5 separate regions of the Mus musculus genome follow, and regions 1, 2, 3 and 4 are each linked to region 5. The links are chromatin contacts, called in public ChIA-PET, HiChIP or PLAC-seq and promoter capture Hi-C maps. All regions are on one chromosome and are shown on one strand. Each heading gives the region's core, a stretch centred on a gene start, on an enhancer-like site or on the middle of the called end of the contact. The rest is flanking DNA. Distances are from core to core; before and after follow the strand shown. Region 1 holds the start of Kat6a (K(lysine) acetyltransferase 6A). Region 2 holds the start of Plat (plasminogen activator, tissue). Region 3 overlaps Kat6a (K(lysine) acetyltransferase 6A). Region 4 overlaps Ap3m2 (adaptor-related protein complex 3, mu 2 subunit). Region 5 holds the start of Mrps31 (mitochondrial ribosomal protein S31).

The links. Promoter capture Hi-C pulls out the DNA fragments that hold promoters and counts their contacts. ChIA-PET counts read pairs in DNA pulled down with a chosen protein or histone mark. HiChIP or PLAC-seq counts read pairs in DNA pulled down with a chosen protein or histone mark.
Region 1: an H3K27ac HiChIP or PLAC-seq map of extraembryonic endoderm stem cells shows a contact between it and region 5, with 6 times the contacts expected there. The contact joins the promoter of Kat6a here to the promoter of Mrps31 in region 5. A contact is called at or near these places in 16 of 39 promoter capture datasets (the 3T3-L1 cell line, 3T3-L1-derived adipocytes, the C10 cell line and 11 more), 3 of 484 Hi-C or Micro-C datasets (embryonic stem cells, liver and pre-B cells), 9 of 115 datasets of contacts at active chromatin or transcription factors (effector CD8 T cells, embryonic stem cells, extraembryonic endoderm stem cells and 5 more) and 3 of 9 other capture datasets (adipose tissue, embryonic stem cells and liver).
Region 2: a contact with region 5 is called in a promoter capture Hi-C map of hippocampal neurons, with 2.5 times the contacts expected there. The contact joins the promoter of Plat here to the promoter of Mrps31 in region 5. A contact is called at or near these places in 6 of 39 promoter capture datasets (cranial neural crest, embryonic stem cells, hematopoietic stem and progenitor cells and 3 more), 1 of 484 Hi-C or Micro-C datasets (pre-megakaryocyte-erythroid progenitors), 3 of 115 datasets of contacts at active chromatin or transcription factors (embryonic stem cells and extraembryonic endoderm stem cells) and 1 of 9 other capture datasets (adipose tissue).
Region 3: a contact with region 5 is called in an H3K4me3 HiChIP or PLAC-seq map of bone marrow-derived macrophages, with 3 times the contacts expected there. The contact joins the enhancer-like site here to the promoter of Mrps31 in region 5. A contact is called at or near these places in 4 of 39 promoter capture datasets (the C10 cell line, cranial neural crest, pre-B cells and 1 more), 2 of 484 Hi-C or Micro-C datasets (Sertoli cells and brown adipocytes), 1 of 115 datasets of contacts at active chromatin or transcription factors (bone marrow-derived macrophages) and 2 of 9 other capture datasets (adipose tissue and liver).
Region 4: an RNA polymerase II ChIA-PET map of memory CD8 T cells shows a contact between it and region 5, with 17 read pairs. The contact joins the enhancer-like site here to the promoter of Mrps31 in region 5. A contact is called at or near these places in 7 of 39 promoter capture datasets (the 3T3-L1 cell line, the C10 cell line, cranial neural crest and 4 more), 7 of 484 Hi-C or Micro-C datasets (bone marrow-derived DN3 thymocytes, cortical neurons, embryonic fibroblasts and 4 more), 4 of 115 datasets of contacts at active chromatin or transcription factors (the 230-238 cell line, embryonic stem cells, memory CD8 T cells and 1 more) and 2 of 9 other capture datasets (adipose tissue and liver).

What each region holds. Positions count from the first base shown.
Region 1 is chr8:22,858,106-22,860,805 of GRCm38.p6, forward strand. Kat6a (K(lysine) acetyltransferase 6A) reads left to right here and starts at 1,441. Exons shown (of 18, transcript NM_001081149.2): 1 at 1,441-1,527. Gm46036 (a long non-coding RNA gene) reads right to left here and starts at 2,334. Exons shown (of 3, transcript XR_001778526.2): 1 at 2,149-2,334.
Region 2 is chr8:22,756,418-22,759,117 of GRCm38.p6, forward strand. Plat (plasminogen activator, tissue) reads left to right here and starts at 1,305. Exons shown (of 14, transcript NM_008872.3): 1 at 1,305-1,411.
Region 3 is chr8:22,881,264-22,883,963 of GRCm38.p6, forward strand. All of the region lies in intron 3 of Kat6a (K(lysine) acetyltransferase 6A), which reads left to right. Among named protein-coding and RNA genes, the nearest start is that of Gm46036, 22 kb to the left of the region's middle. Within about 2 kb of position 1,353, at least 79 of the 459 cell types and tissues checked have an H3K27ac peak or open chromatin away from gene starts, as enhancers often do. A contact at or near this core is called in adipose tissue, bone marrow-derived macrophages, brown adipocytes and 1 more, where this site is marked.
Region 4 is chr8:22,786,360-22,789,059 of GRCm38.p6, forward strand. It overlaps Ap3m2 (adaptor-related protein complex 3, mu 2 subunit), which reads right to left. Exons shown (of 9, transcript NM_029505.3): 9 at 995-2,700. Among named protein-coding and RNA genes, the nearest start is that of Ap3m2, 18 kb to the right of the region's middle. Within about 2 kb of position 1,387, at least 24 of the 459 cell types and tissues checked have an H3K27ac peak or open chromatin away from gene starts, as enhancers often do. A contact at or near this core is called in memory CD8 T cells, where this site is marked.
Region 5 is chr8:22,409,926-22,412,625 of GRCm38.p6, forward strand. Mrps31 (mitochondrial ribosomal protein S31) reads left to right here and starts at 1,415. Exons shown (of 7, transcript NM_020560.2): 1 at 1,415-1,659. The coding sequence starts at 1,541.

The DNA of each region.
Region 1 (2,700 bases), core at 191-2,690, 450 kb after region 5:
TATTTCTCAGACGCTTACAAATGCTTATTCACTATAAGCGCTGTTTTGAGCCCTTGGCATCATGTTGGTTAGATGCTGGGATGCCAAATGGCACTGTCGAAGAACATTAACCTGGGAATATACTAAAAGCATTACGACTACACCTGAACTGTAAAGTGAATAAAGCACAAAACCAACAAAGTAATATCAAAGTTATGGCAGCGACTAGCAGGTGTTTTTTTCCTTTTTGGTAAAGCTATGATAAAATGAGGTGGCGGGGGGTTAACAGTCTAGGAAGGGGACATAAACCAAGTGCAAGGGTAGCAGCAATACAAGTCTCAAGCTGTTGAGCTTTAACGTCTTTCCAGGGAAGGGGTATGTGTGTGTGGGACTCAATCTCAAGAGTTTCTAGTGGACCAAAGACAAAGAAACAGGTAGCCAGTAGCGGAGAGGCTTGCCCTAGCCAAGAGTCTCTGCGGTTCAGCCATCAAACTGCACAGGGTAGGAAAAGAAGAGAAAGACCCAGGTTCCACAAGCAACCGTGCCATAATAGCTGTGTGACCTTGTCCAAGTCCTAGAAACCGAGCTCGGTGGGTGGTGTTTCTTATAAACATGTTTCCAAGGTTTAGTGACTTGCGGGCAGGGGGGTCAGTCAAGTGCCCTAGGTGGGCATCTTGTTGGCTGACAAGGAGTGTCCAACTTCGTGCCCTCTCCCCTTTCTAGCCAGACTATTCTTTGAACCACGGGGGGATGAGCAGCTGGAGTGCAGAGTGAGCAGAAAGGCGAAGGCAAAAGAAGGAACTCCTGCCACCCGCGTTCCCCCGCCCAGCCACGGAGCTCCCGAAGCCACTGTGTGTGTGTGTGTGTGTGTGTGTCCCCGACCCTGCAAGGCAGCCGCGGGTGCACGCCCCCGGGCGCTAACAAGGGCCTGGGAACCCGGGCGGACGCCGCGCGCCGGGAGCTCCGAGCTTCCTAGCTCCGAGGTTTCGGCGTCGCGCCGAAGCCGCCCCACCCAAGCGCCCGCCCGCCCGCCCGCCCGCCCGCCCGCCCGCTCCAAGTTTCCCGGGCTGTATAATCCGGGTGCACCTTCCGCCTGTGGCCTCGCCATTCTGCCCGATCGCTGCGCGTGAGAAAGGAGGAGGGGACGCCCCCAGCTGTTGGCCTCCAGCCCGGCCAACTCCCGCTTCCACCCGGGCTTCGGCCTTTTGTACCCGCCCCACGTGACCCGCCCAGCGGCTCCCTCCACCCCGCCCCCCGTGGCCCCGCCCTCCGGCCCTTCCCGGCGACGAGCCGGCTCTTCCAGCTACCGGCCGCCCCCCTCCCGCGCTCCTCCGCTCCCTCCCTCCCGCCCGCCCGCGCAGGCTGTTCCCGCTCCCTCCCCAGGCAGCCGTTCCCTCGCGACGCTCCCCTCCCCCCGCGGCTGTTCCGCCGCTTGGCCTCCCCTCCCCCCAGTCGGAGCTCACTGTCTCCAAGATGGCGGCCGTGTCAGTTTGGGGCATCTCCGCGGTCCGGCCCGGGCCCCCGGGATCCCGGCTGTCTTCCCCCCAGGTAAGGAGCCGAGGGGCCGCCCCCGGTCGCTCCCAGCTGCCGAGCCCGAGGCTAGGCCGCCCCGGAGTCTGCTTCGGCGCCTCGCGGGGACGGCGGGCCGCTTGCAGGCCCCGCCGCGGCCTGCGCCGCCTCCCCGCTGCTCTGCGCCAGGCCTCGGGCTGGGCGCCGCGGCCGCCCCCTCGCGTCCGACTCCGCGGCCCGGCCCGCGCCCGCCCTCCGGGCTCGCGCCGACGGGCCCGCCGCCGCCGCCGCCCTAGCTCCGCCGGCGGCCCACTCCGGGAGCCGGGGCTCCCTGGCGCCGAGCAGCCAGGCCGCGGAGCCTGGGGCTGCTGTGCGGGCTCGCCCGCTCTCCCTCGGGGGCGCGCCCGCCGTCCGTCCGCCCGCCCGCCCGCCGCTCCCGCCGCTCCCGGCGCCGGGCGGGCGCGCACTCCGGGCTGTGCGGAGTGCGCGGAGATCCGAGCGGGGTTGAGCGGTGCAGGGTGACAGCCTGGTGGGTGCAGTGGTCTGGAGCAGGCAGCACGTGTGGTGTTGTGTCTGTCGGACTGTCAGCCCCTAGCCGGGACGGGTGGCGGCGGGCTTGCCTGTCAAGAGCTCCGCGACTTTGGGCCGGACCTGCCCTACCTGTCAGGCTCCGTCACAGCCGGTGTCCCCCTTGCTGCTCTTCTGAGCCGACCCCTTGGAGCGAAGAGCTCGGAGGAGCTGGGGCTAGAGCTTACTATGCTCCTAACTCCACGTGATTTCATTGTTAACTTACTCTCCGGGCTGTGTTTCCATAGAATGGGACCGGCGAAGCGGTCCGCTGGCAAACTGCGGGGCTCTGCCGCTTCAAGTTTTTTTTAAAGTTCCTTGGGCTTTAAATCGAGGGCGCGCGCAGATGTGTTTTGGGTTGGGAGAGAGAGCGGGAAGGGCTTTGCGAGCCCGGCTGGTCTTTCTTTCTAGCTCGCGAGTGTACTTTCTGAGAGTTAGGGTTCAGATCTTCAGAGCGTTGGTTTGTGCAGACTCGCAGATTGGGGAAACTTCCGGCCGGAAAGACAATGTGTGACTGTCATTCATTCTTTTTCACCTGAAAACTCAGCCACATAGGGTGTTCCCACCTTCTTAGGTCTTAGTCCTGGTTACTTTAAAGTTAGTGTCTATATCAGAAACATCCCTTGGGTAATAATTCTGATGTTT
Region 2 (2,700 bases), core at 55-2,554, 350 kb after region 5:
CATTAAGCCAACTCTCTGCCCCCACAGGTGACACACACTACAGAGAGGACCCCCATTGCAGAAGCTAGCCTTAGGAACTCTTTCTTCAGCACTTCATTTTCTTATCCATCTGCCCCCAAGTTATTGTACTTGGAGCCCTTTGGAGCAAAGGGCTCCTAGGCAAGTTTCCCAGGATGTGATATCATTAAGATTTATTTTCACTCCCCCCACCCCACCCCCCTGCAATCCTTTGACTAAAATCAAAGTTCCCATTGTTATGGTATCAGCTTCCCATTTGTATTTCTGGCTCTTCAGTCTTGCTTCCCACCCCCCCCCACCCCCACCCCCCGGAGTCTGACAGGGGAAACAGACTCACAGGTGGTAGAAACACAAAAGCTGGGGTTTCGGAGGATGTGTGTGTGTGTGTGTGTGTGTGTGTGTGTGTGTGTGTGTGTTTATGGAGGGGAGTGTGCATTTAGCAAAACTCAGGGCACCTGTGATTACTGAGAAACCCTCCTCTCAGCTCCACGCCAGCCGAGATTGACAGAGGCCACTCGCCCACCCCTCTGATGTGCAAGCAGCTGCAGATGAAGACTAAACTGGAATTTTGGGTGACCTGGTGCCCCGAGACTGCCGAGGCTTTGGTAGGTTGTGAAAGGGTCATCAGAATAGTAGTTTTCAGGAGCTTTTATTGTCTGCCTCCGGGGTGTGGGGCTTAGAAGAAGGATGGCTTAGGATAGAATTTCAGGGTGCTGAGGCTGAGAGACCTGCCCATTTCCCCACTTTTCTCAATTCTCTGAGAGATCTCTGCTGAGATGCCGCAGAGAAGCACCTCAGTCTAGGAGAGCAGGTCAGAGGTAGGGAGCGCACCAAAAGTCATGTGCGTTCTATCTCCAGTCACACCCAACCCAGCTTATCATCATCTGCCCGGCCAATTAATTGCCCACGTGTCCTGAGGGGTAGTTGCTTCAAATTCCAGAAGACCTCTCCCCCATCCCCAACTGGGCGGGGCTGTTTAGAACTATAAACTCATGGGTCAAGACAGGAGCTTAGAGCAGCAGATCCTTACAGTTCCTTTTAGGCCTTTGAGACCGGGGTTTTAAAACAGGATGAGTCTTAAGTCCCCTCCAACTCTGAAAATTCCTGTGATTCGATGACATCAGTACGGTGAATAATCAAACTGGCGGCAAGCCAAGACTGGCTGTGCTCCTCCGCGCGCACTTCCTCCCCCTCCTTAGAGACACCGGCTGCTCCATTGGCTCCTCAGTCCACCCACCAGCAGAGGAGAAACCCCGCCCACACCTCTGGCCCCACCCCTTCTTCATCCTTCAAATTGGCTGGAGCTGTTCAGGGAGACAGAGCCTGCAGGAACTCAAGAGCTCAGCGTCAAGGAGAGGCCCCTGCAAGAGTGGGAAAGAAGCAAGCACTCTCGGTAAGTTAATTTCTGCCGGTATCTAACAGCTGACTCTTCTTCTGTCCCTTTAAAGTCTTTGGGGGCAAACTGAGCCAGTGAAGGGATGCTTAATGGAAGCACAGACAGAGGACCAGCCAGCATCATCCAGGGTTCTTTGCAATGACCCTGGGTAAGCTGAGGTGAGAGGGAGAGAATGGGAGAGAGGTGTCTCTTGCAGAAGTTTTGCTTGCACAGGGGAGAAAGCAAACAGAATGACTCCGGTTCTTTCAACAGACAATGGGAGCAGCACTAACGGGCAGTAACTAGATTCAGCTGCCTTCCTGAGCTGAGAAGCCAGAGTTGTATGGCTACCTTCTGACCAAGGAACACACTAAAAAACAGGCTGGGCATCAAGGAGGGGGCATTTTGCCTGGGCAGCATGATTAACTAGGCTGGCAGAGAGAAGCTGAGATTTTTAGGAACCTCTCATTACTAGTGGGAGTCAGGATGCAAAACCTCTCGTCTCTCGGGAGTTCATCGCATCCTCTCTTCCGTTCTTCCAGTCAATCTCACCCTTGGACATCAAGCACAGATGTGTTTGCTTTTTCATGCTGCAGCTGGAAGAGTCTAAAGGCTCTCTGGATTCCTTCAGGACCTTTGTTTTCTTAACCTCACAGAAACAGCGGGAGGATGGATGGAGTGGGGGGAGGGAGAGATGGTGTGGGCGTGGGAGGAAAGTATGCAGCGCTCCAAGATAACTAAGGACGAAGCTTCAGTGCAAAGAAAAGCAGTAGCAATGCTTTAATTTGATGGCCAGCTTAGAATGATGCCGTGGTCTTCCGCAGCTGATAATGGGGCAGGGGCATATACAAAAAACGTGTGTCTGTTGTGGTGGTGGATATTTAACAATCCTGCGAGCGCGTCACAAATACAACTGGAGTACACTTACAGAAAAATACAGCTAGGGATTTTCACTGAGATCCAGACGTGGCCTGTCCAGAACAAATCTATGCAGGTCAGTGGAAGGTAGAGTGGGCACAGCCAGTGAGGGTTAAATAATATTCAGCCCCAGACCAGATACTGGAAACACTATAATGTAAACAGTCCCTCTGACCATCCTGTTCAATCCACCTAAAGTGTTTTTAGGAGAGCCAGCCTGTATCCTGGCAGGGGCAGTACTAGCTGCACCCCCCCACCCCGGACCAACTGGATTAGGACGGAGTTTCCAGGACACCCCCAGATTATTTGGAAAGTCTCCTGTGAGTTCTACAGCAGCTGGCCTGCTCTCTCCCAGACCCAGGATGCTTGATGCAGCCGGGAGGAGCAGA
Region 3 (2,700 bases), core at 103-2,602, 470 kb after region 5:
GGAAGAATCTCTATATGTGTGCCTGTCTCTGTGTCTTTCGCTCCACACATATATCTCCATCTCACCCCACCCCCACACATACACACTCAAACACTAATACACACTGATACAAAGGCTCAGAGTGATTAGACTGAGACTGGTCACAAACAAGGAGTGCCAGGAGCCATGAGAAAACTGAAAAGGTCTGTAGAGGGGGTGTGTTTCACTGTCACCTTGATTGAAGTCTAGTAATGCTGATTTCAGACTTGCATGACACGTGAATGAAGTCTGTGTTTAGGCTTGGGTCTCATCTCACCTTTAAGATATATGACCATGTGTAGGCATACACTGAAGTCCTAAAAACCCTGAAACTTGGTCTCAAGCATTATTATATATATATATTTTTTTTTCCCGAGACAGGGTTTCTCTGTGTAACCCTGGCTGTCCTGGAACTCACTTTGTAGACCAGGCTGGCCTCGATCTCAGAAATCCGTCTGCCTCTGCCTCCCAAGTGCTGGGATTAAAGGCGTGCGCCACCACGCCCGGCTTCAAGCATTTTGAATAAGGGCTGCATTGGCTGTTTAAAACGCCGTTGTAATAAAATAGATAGAGAAGTATTTCATCATGATTCCTTTTTAAGTGTGTGTGTACCCAGACACACCTGTCCTCCTGTGGAGGCCAGAGGGCCTTTAGGGAGTTGGTTCTCCTTCCATCTTTACGTGGACTCTAGGAATTTAACTTGGATTATGTATCTTCTGTCATGATTTAAGCTTTTTACTTCCTAATGGTTGTTGTGTAGAGCCACTGTTCATGTGCTTTTTAAATCGTTTGATGAAATCTCCATATTTTTTGCTGTTTTTTAAAATTGATTATTTTTTCTTTATTTAATTTATTCATCTTTAATTTTTCTTTCAAGCCTTTATTCACCCACAAATAGCCCTTGTGCTCTAGGGAATTAGCAATATGTTTATATTTTTGTAGTTCTTGATGCTTCATGTTTCATTGCTAAAAACTTGTTTGTTTTATAGTTTTTAAAATGAGCTGTTCTTTTCTGGCTCCTGATAGATTTGCTTAGTAAGGGCAGTGAATTGGCCTTTAATGAGCTGGGTTGGATAGTTCTGAGATTGCAGTGACAAGAGCCTGGAGTGAGAAGATTATTTTGGTAATGCATAGGACCAACCCAGAAGGAGTAGTGGAGATAGAGTTGGCTTCTGGGACAACTAAGCTGAGAGTTAACTTTCAGAGTCCCCTATAATCTCCTTCCAACCCCCTCCCTCCCCCAGGAAATGCCTGAAATGTTGGGGAATGCTGAGCCCTGTATATACTAATTATTTTTATTATTGCACCCATCTAGTTAGGCGCACAAGGATTACTAATCAGTGTGGTATTTTGTGGCTAGAGCTGATTGTGGGTATCTAAATCCCAGGGAGCTGGCTGAGGCTGCTGTGCTCCCTGGATTCTCTCAGTGGGGGGCTTGAGATCTCTCCTGTCTCAGACATCTCCAAATGATTAGGATCAGAATTGGAAGTGTCTTTCTGCCTTAATGACCCTAGAGTGGAGGAAAATGTATCTTATACACAAACCTAGGGCAGGAAACCTGTAAGCAAGCTGGTTTTGGCTGAGTAGTGAGTCACATGTATATCCCTAGAGTCCTTGTTCTGGCTTGTTTGAGTATTTTAACTTGAATTAATGTGATGATGGGCTGCTGAGAGGGCACAGTGGGTAGAGACACTTGACCAAGCTTCCTGATTGAAACCCACATGACTGAAGGAGAGACCCAGCTCATGCACACTGTGCTCTGACCTCTGCACACGCACTGTGACGTGGAAGCCCGCTTTCCAGTGCAGTTTAAAAACATAGAATGTGAATAAAACAGTGGTTCCTGATAGTTTTTTTTCTTTGCCAGGAAGCAACCCTGTGTCAAAGTCAGGAACTCTGACTTTGATTCCTCTCTGAGTTCCTGTAAGAAATAGCCATTTTTCTTCCATATTCAGACCATCACCCTTGCTGTTTTATAGACACATCATCTTTTTTCTGCTGTCCTTATACATGCTGTGTTTTACTGCGCTAGATTTTCTCATCACTCTTTAGGTCTTTGCAAAGTGCCTGGCTTGCTTCACTGAAGTAGTTATCACAACTAAACAGTACTCCACCTGCCTCTTTATTGGCTTTTTCTTGCTAGGGCATAAACTGCATGAGTTATAGACAGTATCTTGTTTACTCCTGTCTTCATATTCCTCAAATAGATGGGGCATATGGTAAGTGCCTGAGGGATTTTGAATGAATATGAACAGCACATTAAAAAATAAAATAAAAGGGCCCAACCTGATATGAGCTTCCTTATGACATAGAGTTTGTTGTGTAGCTGGAGACACAGTAGCCATTGCAGTAGGCTTCAAGTGAGCTTATGTGAAGATTGCTGTACATGGTGATTTCTAGGGTTTTTTTTCCTTTAATAATAGTGATTAATTCTGTTACAAATCATGACACTAATATCTGCTTGAACAAAATAATTTCTGATAAAAGGTTTGTGTAGGAGAAAGGCAGGCAGAAGTCTTGGGCTTTTTGAACCCCATCAGAGTAAGCCAAGATTTTTGGCTGTGTATGAGATTTAGTAACTAATTGGGTACAAAGTTCATTTCTTGTTTTCTCATAGGGAACTGTACTGTTCTTTCACATGATGCTCACTCATTGAGTACATAGACTAAATGGTTTCCCACC
Region 4 (2,700 bases), core at 137-2,636, 380 kb after region 5:
AGCCAGTAGCTAGGCAGGAAAGGGAAGGCAGGCTGAGAGAGGGTCTCTGGGAAAAGAATCAGAGGCGGGGATTCACCACCAGATAAGGAAGTGGTTGTAGGTACCGAGAAGGTGGTTGGACAAACTGGGACAGAGAGAGCGGCAAAGAACTAATCACATGGTGTGTCGTGGGCTAGGATAAGGTTAAGTTGAATGAGCTAGATGGGAGATAGCCCAAGCTAAAAGCGTAAGCTATACTAGAAATCAGTAAGTCCCTACGTCATTTAATCTCTGGCAGGTCCAGAAAGTCCTGCTATAGATGTCTAGAAAATTGGTTTAGAGAGTTATCAGTGACTACTCGTATCAACTGGCAGCATTAGACTCCACCTGGTGCTTGGAATGAGACTCACTCTTTATAGGCTCTGTGTTTGGATTCTTGGTCCAGTTGAAAAGGATTAGAAAGTGTGGTCTTATGGGAGTAGGTGTGTCGCTGGGGGGTGAGCCCTGAGGCCCAAAAGCCCATGTCATTCCCACTCTGCTCTCTGCCCCCTACTTGTGGGTCAAGTGGTGAGCTCTCATCATACCTGCCATCTTGCCTTTGCTCCGGCATCACGGACTCTAACCCTGTGGAACTGTAAGCCCAATTAAACACCTTCTTTAATGAGTTGCCTTGGTCGAGGTGTTTTGTCCCAGCAATGGAAAAGTAAGTAAGATGCCCATCTCCCTCAGAAAAACCTCTACAAGAGACACTTGGGAACTGGCAGCTCCACCCTCTGCCCGTGTGGCACACAGGAAAGGACTGGCATGGGCACCTGGGGCTTTAATGGCTTTGCCTTTTACAACCTGGAGAAACCATTAGATTCCTCTAGACCTTAGCTGCCACCAACCTTACAAACAGCACTAAATGACCCATCTCCCAGGGTAGCTGGAGACTCACACTCTACCCAGAGTTTCAGATGTCTCAAATGAGTGCCTTCTACTTAGTGAAGGGTAGTCTCAGTAACCAGACATAGTCCCCAGGACTGGTAAAGCTTTATTAAGACTTTAACATGGACCACACACAGAGCGAGCAGCTATTAAGTTTCCCTGCACAACCTTTGCTGACAATCACTGGGTGGGGTTGGCGAGGCTTGGCAGTACCCATGATGCCTAGGTCTGCTGATCCTATACTCCCAACACGGCCTCCTAGAAAAAAACAAGCTATGCTGTGCTCGAGGGGATAAATGAGCTGCACTCACTAACTTAAACGCGCTCAGGGTCCAATATACATAATTCCCTGTGACCCAAGAAAACTTGGAATCCCCACCCCCAGAGCCTGTGAAAGTGACCTGCAAAGTGTGTACCCTCCACAGCAGGGTGTGGGACACTCATGCAGATCCTGGTAGGAAACATCTGATTGCACATAGCACAGTTCAACCCCACGAGGAAACCACAGAGAAACTCTACTCGGCAGCAAAAACAAGTCCTGACCGCAGCAAGAGAACACTAGCCAAAAGATAGAAAATAAGTAAGTGAAGTCCAAGTACTTAGAAATAGGACTTCAGAGGAGAGCCATGCAGACTGAAGGAAGCCGGTCTCCTTCTCCCTCCAAGCACAACACAGAGGCAAGTTGCGCCCTAAGCTGTAAATTAAAAACAACACACCCGCCTTTTATGTATTCAGTAAAATGACTAGTGGACACATTGAAACGAATTAAGAATACTCTGTGCTCCTTCAGCGGCTATGGTTTAAACTGTGGACTACTCGTGGTCAACACAGCCTGCCCTCCTATGGTATTAATTTTATTCAGAGGTTCAAGACACTTTTTGTTTTGTTTTGTTTTTGTTTTAAGTGCGGACTGGGAGCTATTTGGGAGCTGTCTGTCTGTCTGTCTGGGAGCTGTAGCCGATAGGTACAGACAATGGAAAGCAGCTTCGTACACTGAATGTCCTCAGTGGGCTCACACTCACTTGGGGATTCTGATGGGACCTTCAGACAGGAAAAGCAAGGCCCAGGGCCAGTCCGGCTTCACAAACATCAGTGGAGGTCAGGGAGCATGGACATGATCCACTGGGTGGCGAGTCCCCCACATCAACTCCACCACTATCACTCATAAAACCTGCCTGCACCGAGCACTGCTGTTTTGGGAGCGATCCCACTGAGGAGTCAGATAGCCAGCAAAAGTCTGTACGCCGCTCTAGCAGGTAACCTTCCCAACAAGACGACGGGCCAGCGCAAGCAGCCAGTGACAATCTTAAGAGCCAGGCTGTGGCACCTTAGTCTCCAAAGAAAGCTAATCCCAGTGCGGTTTCACGTCAAGCGTGGACTTGAACTTTCAAAGTCCTGGACATACAAAGCCTTTCTACACGTGAGAGGGGTCTGAAAGAAACTACTGCACTCGGCTTGTCCTAGCCTCACCCACCGGGGAGATTCCAATCGCTTTTCTCGACAACCCTTCACTATGGTATCTCTTCACACCAGCCTCTCAGTCCTGCCCCCCATCGAGCAGATCTGTCTTCATTGTGGGTGGTACCAGGATGAACCAGGACTCCAGGTCAGGGCTTGATCACCGAGGTACAACCCAGACCCATGAGTCAAATCTCAACTGCTCTTTCTTGGACTAACACCCATTTTTCTTCCGATCTTCTTTTTTCCCCTCTCATATCTTTCTATCTTAAAAAAAAAGAAATCAATAGAGACATCTTCCATTGGGTTTAGGTGACTGAAACCAAACATCACAGG
Region 5 (2,700 bases), core at 165-2,664:
TGGAATTGAGTGGGGGTTTCCCCACTAGGTTCTATCAGTGTCAACACTAAGACATGTAGAAGATAGCTTTGATGCATCTTTATGTTGGAGGAAAATGGCATAAAATAAGTTTTAATTTAATGTTTCTGATATTGGAGGAATATACTTGGAGTTATAAACTACTGTGTGTTGTTGCTCCTGTTCTTACAAAGATATATTTGGCCAGTACAGAGAAATGCAATATATTTGATTATAAATGCCTTCTGCCTTGTAATTAATATAGTATATTATATATTAGATCTAACCTCAGTGATAAATGCATTTTGAAGCTTGAAAAGAGTTGTAATAAAATTGTCTGTACCGTTGCAAAAAAAAAAAAAAATCCCTGAGAAAATAACACTAGCTGGTCTGAATTCAATGGGTCCATGCAGGTACTCAGTTTCCATTCAGAGATTCATCAGGTGAACCGGATCTGTCTTGGATCCCCATATCGTGGCGCTATAATTGTCCATGTTAAAAACAAACAAACAGAAACCCTGGTACTCTTATCCTAAATGGAATGAGAGATATTTTATTCTGGAGCCATTTTGAGAGACTGTGGCTCAGATACACAGATCTTGATTAACCCAAGTTCCCACATTCAAACATGGAAGTAGTTTCATTAAATTTTTATAGTTTTACAGAACAAGGTAAATTATAAATCAAGGTTAAAGTACATCGGTGGGTATATCAGAGGAGTAGATACAGCAAGTTGGGGAAGCTTTTCTAATAGGTCTATAGGCCTAAGATTCAAAGGGTTAGTTCCAACAGAGGTGGCAAGGACTGGTTGTCCGGGTTGGGGAGGTGCTAGAACCAGCCCAAAATAAGATAATTAAATTAATTTCTAGACCTGCAACATTCCAATCTCTCTAAAGTACTACGGTTCTAATCAGCCGATCAGTCTCTGCAGTCACAACTTCTTTCCAGGAGTTCTCATCCACAGTCCCCATAAAAGAAGGCTCCAGCAACAACCACGATCCCTTAGCAATTTCCCTCATGTGCATCCATCAATATTGACAGCAAGTCCATCTTTAATTTGCACTATCGCTTGACTCAAATTATCTTGCTTATTTTGCAAATCCGTGGGATTGTTTCCTTTTAATTCATCGGAAAAGAGGTGAGGAACACCTAGCCCCAGACCTTGACCAGGAGCAACTGTCACAGAGACAACCGCTGCGGACTCGCCCCGTCACTCACGGAAGGGCAGGACAGGGAGTTCTGTTAGTTCTCTACGGCTCCAGTCAGCTCAGTTGTTCATCCTGTTCACTTTCTCCGGTCTGCATCTTTATGGAACCTCGATATCCACTCCATCCAAAAAGGAAGCAGCAGGATCGAGCCAGCCAAAGACCCAGGAACATAATGATTGGTCTCCGTTTCCTACCGGAATCCAAAAGGAGCGGAACAGTGCAGGCTGGAAAACATCTCGGAGGACATTTTTGGCAGAGGGACGAACCAGTTCAGCTGTGCACTTCTTGGCGCTTGTGCTTCCGGCTGTGCTCTGGTTTGAGTTTGTATTTACACGATGCTCCACAGAATCCCGGCATTTCTACGCCCTCGCCCTTTCTCGGGCCTCCCTTTGTCCTGTGGAAACCGGGACGTCTCGGTGGCTGTGCTACCCGCGGCTCAGTCCGGAGCTGTGAGGTAAGGTGGCCCAGAGCTATTGGCCGCGCCGGGCTTCCAGGGCTCGCTTGCCCTCTACTTGCCTTGCAGCGACATTTTTTTCCAGCCCCCGGGGTTGGATACTGTAAGCGTAGGCTCTTGGAAGCGGTTGTTCGAAGTGTGGGTAGAAAGAAATCGTAGAAGGACAAGGCAGCTTGTCCGATGCCGTGATGAGTGTGGCAAACAGCCATAACAACAAGTCTTGTTTCTTGTCCCGCGGTCTTTCTGCTGCAAATCTATCCCTCATCCTGCTTGCTGTTACTTCTCTTTGTACGGACTCGAAAAGAGAGGTCGTTTTCTTTCATCTTCTATGCTTCCCAAGAATTTTTATAGCCTCGTTAATGCTTCCCTCCTTTATTCCCTACTGCATTATTTAAAGTGCGTTTATGTCAGCTACCGATGTTGAGCTCCGAATAAAACAGTCCTACCATTCTGGACAGTAGTATACTTCCATTGAGGAGGTGATTCAAGTAGAGTGAAGATAGCATGGGTAAGCACAGAGTTCATTCTCTCAACAGATAACTAGAGGAGAGCAAATAGAGACATCTCGAAGTTGTAAGAGGTTCATGGTATTCTTTCTGGGCACGCCTGTCCTCAACGCCTATCTCAGTGCTGAAGCAAGATAGCAGTGGAGATGGAAAGGATCAACTCCGTGAAGGAGTCTGCACAAAATAAAGTGAACAGGATGTGACCTATAATGAAGTAACGGAGTGGTCAAAAGGAGTGACTATTTCTGCTGATTGCTCTAGAGAACTGACAGAAGGAGAAAGATGTTTCAGAAAGATTCTAAAATGTCTTAGCATTTTAAACTTGCAAGATGAATTTTTATTGTAGGATCCTACACTGCAGGGTGAAAAATGTGAAGTCAGTCTCTGAGGGAAGCCATGTGGTGCTTTTGGTGATGTTGGGGATTTGAATTCAGGGCTTCAAAATTAGTGGAAGCTCATGAGGTATTCTCAAAGAAAAAAAAAGCTCATATGAGCATTTAGGATAATAGTTTTATTACTTTATGCTAGGGAACAT